Linked DNA regions of Sus scrofa: region 1 is linked to region 2. Evidence: chromatin contacts called from public HiChIP or PLAC-seq data. All regions are on one chromosome and are shown on one strand. The core of a region is the stretch at or near the end of the contact, and the rest is flanking DNA. Distances in the headings are between cores, read along the strand shown.

Region 1 (2,932 bases), core at 83-2,582, 61 kb after region 2:
TGCCAATCTCCCTGCTCCCTCCTCTGGACACAGTAAGAGGCCAACCAACTGCAGGTAAGAGCTACATGGACAGGAAATGTCACTGCTCCAGCTGAGGCTAGGAAGGAGTGGGCTGCTGGTGCTCCACATGATTTCAGGCAAACAGAGCCCAATTCTGGAGAAAACAAACACAATCCAGTAGCTCCGGAGGGAACAGCCCCATCTCCAAAAACTGCCCAGACATCCCTCTTGGCCAACCCCAAGGTTTCTTAAGGTGTCTCTGGTTAGCAGAAAAGGTGGCTGAGGCCTCTGTGAACCTCCTATCAGGCCATACTCTCAAGGGGCCTCTCTTACACCCACCCTCACCCCACCCAGTATAAGACCCTGGGCCAAAGGGGTGAGAGCTGAGCCCTCTATCACTTAGGGAAGCAACCTAGGTCAGAACTGACAGATGTCATCCACAACGCCAAACTCGGCCTGTAGCAGCGTCAGAGAGACAGACACAGACACAGGAGCCCCAAAGACTGAGAACAGGGTCTCTCACCCTTACGCAAAGCTTGTGGGTTCAAGGTGAATGGCTCCCAAGCACATCTACCAAAATAGAGTTGCAGAGGACCGGGCTGCCCCGCCAGAGTAAAGGGGGACCTCAGCTGCCAAAACAGCTGGTGGGCGGCAGTGAGGTTTGGGGAGACCCTGGGGGAGATGGGGGCTGGGCTTGCACTTTGAGTCCCGGCACATACCTGTCCCCTCAGGCCTCCCCAACATGGACACGCCTGGAACTTCCCCTCAGAGGCCACCGACCAACTTTCTACAGCGAAGGAGGTGTACGGAGCAAAGAGCCGGTGCGAGGGCGGGGGAATCCAGGGCTTCGACCCGGCGCCCCAGGTGGATGAAGAAATGAAGTCCAGGGAGACGAGAGGGAGCTGGCCCACGAGGACCACCAGCCCCCAGGGCCTAGCCGGGGAAACCCTCTGGGCCCTGCTGGTTCCCCCTGTCCTGGCTGGCGAAGCAGGAAGGGGAATACACTACACGTCAGGTAGCAGTTTCGGGACCAGGTGGCCCGGTCCTACCTGCAGTTCCTGAAATTCTCCCTCCAGCTCATGCCACTCGCGCTCGCAACGCTCCAGCTGGCCGGACATGGTGCAGCGGTGCGAGGCGGCGGCGGTGGCTCCCGCAGCGTGGCGCGGCGGGCCACCAGCACCTCACGCCAGTCCGCTCGCCGGCCGCCTTCAGAGGCACCAGCTGTTCCTGCGCAGCCGGAGCCACGCGCGCACCTGACGTCACAGCCCCCGCCCCGGCTCCCGCCCCACCCCCTCTCCGGGAGGCAAGCCCCGGGCATGCGCACGCACCTCCTCCGGCTCCGCCCCCGCACGCCGCGCGCCTGCCGGGCGATTGCTGTAGCTTTGCAGGATTTGGCACACTCTGCAGCTACCCCCTTGGGAATGCTTCTCCGCCTCCAGAATCTCTCTGGCCTGGTTCTGGGCCGGGTGTGTGTGTCTTGTCCGCAAGCCGCATTCATAGAGCTTATTTTACTTAGATCGCGTGTATTTGAAGGGCTAGGGTCGAAAGGGAAAAAGGAAACGGGAGAAGTGAAAGGTCACCACCCCTTGGCATTGCCTTCACTGAGCCAAAGCCAACGACAGCCTATAATTCTAGAACTGATATTGACCGTCCAGCAAGGTCGCCAGGCAGCGCAGGGCAGCGCCCTGTCATCTCGTATTGTCATTATTTACTGCAACTAATACATCCTAGATCCTGCCCTCTAAGACTCTGGGTCACTCTCTTGACAGCTGTTTCTGTCAATCAAACAACACAACCATCTCAATGCTAACTGAATCCAAATTCCGTCCTCAGCACGATCCTGCAAGATTTATCCCTGCCTAGCTTTCCAGTGACATTTCCTTTCTCACCCACCCTAGATCAATACTCTCCAGCCACATTTTTTTCTTCCTGCCCTTGCCTGGAACAGTTTTCCCTCTAAATGTTCATATGGTTGCCTTTTTCTCATCATTCTAGCCTTAGGTCAAATAATACCTGTATTAGTTTCCTAGGGCTGCCCTAACCACAAACTGGATGATGTCCCACAAACTGAGTGGCTTAAACAGAAATGTATTCTCTCACAGTTCTGGAGGCTAGAAGTGAGAAATCAAATCGGCAAGGTCATGCTCCCTCTGAGACTCTGGGTAGAATCTTTCCTTGGTTCTTCATAGCTTAAGGTGGTGGCCATCAATTCTTAGCATTCCCTGGCTCTCACTTCACCTCTCCAATCTCTGTCTCTCTTTACATGGCCTCCTTCCCTGTGTGTCTGTCTCTGTGAGTCCTTTCCTCTTATAAGGACACAAATCTCCTTGGATTAAGAGTTCACCCGACTCCAGCATGAACTCATCTCAGTTTAACTAATTATATTTGCAAAGACTGTAGTTCCAAACAAGGTCACTTCTGGTATCCTCTTGTGGTGCAGCAGGTTAAGGATCAGGTGTTGCAGCAGCTCAGGTCATTTCTGTGGCTTGGGTTCAAGTCCCTGGCCCCAGGAACTTCCACATGCTGCAGGCATTGGCAAACAAAACAAAACAAAAACAAATAAGGTCACTCCTGATGTAGTGGGTATTACGATTTCGACATATCTTTCTGAGGGACACAGTCAACCTGTAACAACCTCTGGAAAAACAAACAAACAAAAAAAAAAACCTTTTCCTGAACACCCAGAGGTTCAAGTCTCCTCTCAGTCACTTATATATTATCTGTTTCATTTCCTTCTTCTTCTTCTTCCTTTTTTTTTTTTTTTTTTTTTTTTTTTGTCTTTTTGCCTTTTCTAGGGCCGCTCCCACAGCATATGGAGGTTCCCAGGCTAGGGATCTCATTGGAGCTGTAGCCACCGGCCTACACCAGAGCCACAGCAATGCAGAATCTGAGCCACATCTTCAACCTACACCACAGCTCACAGCAACACCGG
Region 2 (2,824 bases), core at 298-2,797:
TGCAAAAAAGGAATGAATGGATGGCTGTTAATTCGTCCAGGAGTGCTTGACCCAGCAAATGTCTTCTGGCCCAGGGACAGGAAAAGGCTTTCCACTTAACTACTTTGAGCTGGCCCTTCTCTTCCCAGCGCTGGGCTCTTTGGGGACTTCCAGGGGTGGTCGCTGCTGCCATCTGGTGATCAGATCAGGCCTTGCAGCTGTTGAAAACCTCCACCTGGCATTTATGGAACTGCCAGGTTGGCAGTTTCCTTTCCGTAGTAGAGTTTACCTGATCCTTGTTGAGAACTTGGAAGTGGGGAATCTTCCAGGTGAAGTGGGGTTAAGAAGATCCTGAGTGCTGCCAGCCCTTTCCTGAGGGAACTACTAGTGGTCCTACCCAGCTGGGAAAGACCTCTCTCGCCTAGCCATGTCTGGGTACTTGCTTGGCATGTACTTGCTCCAGGGGTTCCCTCTGCCACTCCTGACCTCTGGGCAAAAGACAGCCCGAGGTCGCAAGGAGGTAAGGGTTGGAAGGCAGGGGTGATCTCAGCCAGCCATCCTGAGAGTACCTGTCCAGGGCCAAGGCTCAATAAATAGCTTTGGTGAGGAGTTGGGAGGGATGGGGAGAGAGCTTGGGATTAAGGATGTGTGTGGCTGCTGGCTGAAGAACACAAATTTCTTTGTGGGAGAGGGGTTGTTAGTCTCCAAAGTGGGCAGAACAGGGCCCAGCTGATCTCAACTAGATCTACCCTCGCTTTCCCCGTTCCCTCCTCGACGAAGTCTTGCTTGGTTCACGGTTCTGGGCCTTGCTAGAAAGAGGCTTCAGCTTGCGTGGTTTGGGGCCAACCCTCGAAAGGGTATTGTTCTGGGGCCGCTCACCTGTTTCCAAATTCGCGGCGCCGAGGCAATCGCCCGGCAGAGGGCGCCAGACCTCCACCTTTGGGGGCGGAGTGATAGGTAAGCGTAACTGCTGATCCCCGCACACAAGCAGGTATCTGATGGGCAGACACGACCTCCATACCCTGATCTTCCCTGGCACCGCCGACGCTACTTTCTTGGGGGAGAGGTCAGACTTCCCCTAGGCCACCTAGTTGGGGCGGGGCAAAGCTGAGAGCTTGAGATCTAGACTCCTCGAACCCGCTGGGAGACAATCCGCCAATCAAAGGGTCCTTGTCGGATTGGAGGAGGCCGAGTCGGCCTATCAGAGGGTCCGTGCCCGAAGACAGTCTGCCAATCAAAGGTGCTGGGTAGGGAGGAATGGAAACGTCGTATCTTGCCGGTTGGGGGCGCGCCGTGACTAGTGGGGGGGGAATAGGAGCTGCGCTTGCGGCTGAGCGCTTTTTCAGTTGCCTCAGTTTCCCTGGGAATGAAAAGTGAAGACTGGCCTGAGACCCTAGCAGGAAGGAAACAGGCTGGGAGGTCGACCCGGTTGACTGCCTGGCGGAGGTGGTGTCTTTTTCCGAGGGCGGGGCTCATTTTAGCCCCGCCTCCGGGCCCGCCCCCGCTTCGTTCGCTCAACCCCAGCGCTCTTCCCTGCGCGCTGCCGCCAGTGCTGCCGGCTGCGGGCTATGGACACCCCTGGGGCCCCGGCCCCGACCGCCGCGCCAGGCCCGGGCCGGAAGGAGCTGAAGATTGTGATCGTGGGCGATGGCGGCTGCGGCAAGACTTCATTGCTCATGGTGTACAGCCAGGGCTCCTTCCCCGAGGTGAGGCCCGCCCCGGGGTGGGGGGGAAGACTGGAGGCAGGTAGGTTAGGGGCGGTGGGGATGGACTTGGGACCACTGGGGACGAGGAACGGTCTTCAGCTTGAGCCCCGGGTCCAGGTCCTCAGCATCCTGCGCACGGAGAAGCGGCTGTCACCCCGGGGCGCCCCCTCGGGAATTCCAGAGCCTAGCAAAGAGATGTCTGGGCCCAGCAGAATGAGGGGATGAAGGTGGAGGATGGGGGTCCAGTTGGGCCCTGGGCTCCCGTCGCACCCCTTAAGAACCACAACCCGACCCCTCCTCCGACAGCACTATGCCCCATCCGTGTTCGAGAAGTACACAGCCAGAGTGACGGTGGGCAGCAAGGAGGTGACCCTGAACCTCTACGACACTGCCGGTGAGTGCGCCTGCGCAGCCGGGGTCCTAGGGTCTGCCGGAAGGGTTTCCCTGACCGGCATCCCCCGCGGAACGTCCCCGCCCTCCAGTCTCTCTGGGGCTCTGACATCCTGTCACTCCTGGAGGCCGCGGAGGGGCGCTGGCTGGGAGCCAGTTGACCACCGCCTAGCTGGGTGGTGCTGGAGGCCGAGTATTTGGAGGAGGTGAGCTCCAGGGGCACCTCCTAGTGCTGATGTCCTCCCGGGAGCTCACAGCTTCGTTCCTCTCCTGTGGTTCTAGAAAGCCGTGGGCTTTGCTTCTGCTTACCAAAGTTTCAGGATTTTGTGTGCTACATGCTGTGATCTCTTAAGATTCCGTGGGCTTCAGATTTGAGTCCCCTGGTGCGTACGATTCAGTGGGCTGCATTTCTGGGTCCTATGTTCCAGAATACTCTGTGACTCCAGGATTCTGTGGCCAGCAGTCCTGAGGCTCCAGGGCCCTATGGGTATAAATTCTGAATCTCGTGTTTCTGGGATTCCATGGGCATGGATCTGGAACTCTGTGATCTACAATTTTGAGCCTGTGATTCTAGAATTCTGTGGCTACAGTTCTGTTTCTTCTTGGTTCCCTGGGAAGGAATCAGGCCCTGAAGAAGGAACAGAGCTGTGGCGGGGGGAGGGGGGGGGCGGTTGGCTGGCAAAATAAGGCTCTCTGCCACCTGCAGCTCCTAAGGCAAGTGTATTTATGCTAATTGCGGCACAGTCATT

What was found. HiChIP or PLAC-seq counts read pairs in DNA pulled down with a chosen protein or histone mark.
Region 1: an H3K27ac HiChIP or PLAC-seq map of skeletal muscle shows a contact between it and region 2. The contact joins the promoter of TMEM120B here to the promoter of RHOF in region 2. A contact is called at or near these places in 2 of 5 promoter capture datasets (fetal skeletal muscle and liver), 7 of 47 Hi-C or Micro-C datasets (blood, embryonic fibroblasts, heart right ventricle and 2 more) and 2 of 2 datasets of contacts at active chromatin or transcription factors (alveolar macrophages and skeletal muscle).

The regions. Positions count from the first base shown.
Region 1 is chr14:30,956,018-30,958,949 of Sscrofa11.1, forward strand. It overlaps TMEM120B (transmembrane protein 120B), which reads right to left and starts at 1,333. Exons shown (of 13, transcript XM_021073234.1): 1 at 1,050-1,333. The coding sequence starts at 1,318.
Region 2 is chr14:30,894,853-30,897,676 of Sscrofa11.1, forward strand. It overlaps RHOF (ras homolog family member F, filopodia associated), which reads left to right and starts at 1,548. Exons shown (of 5, transcript NM_001123190.1): 1 at 1,548-1,685; 2 at 1,992-2,079. The coding sequence starts at 1,548.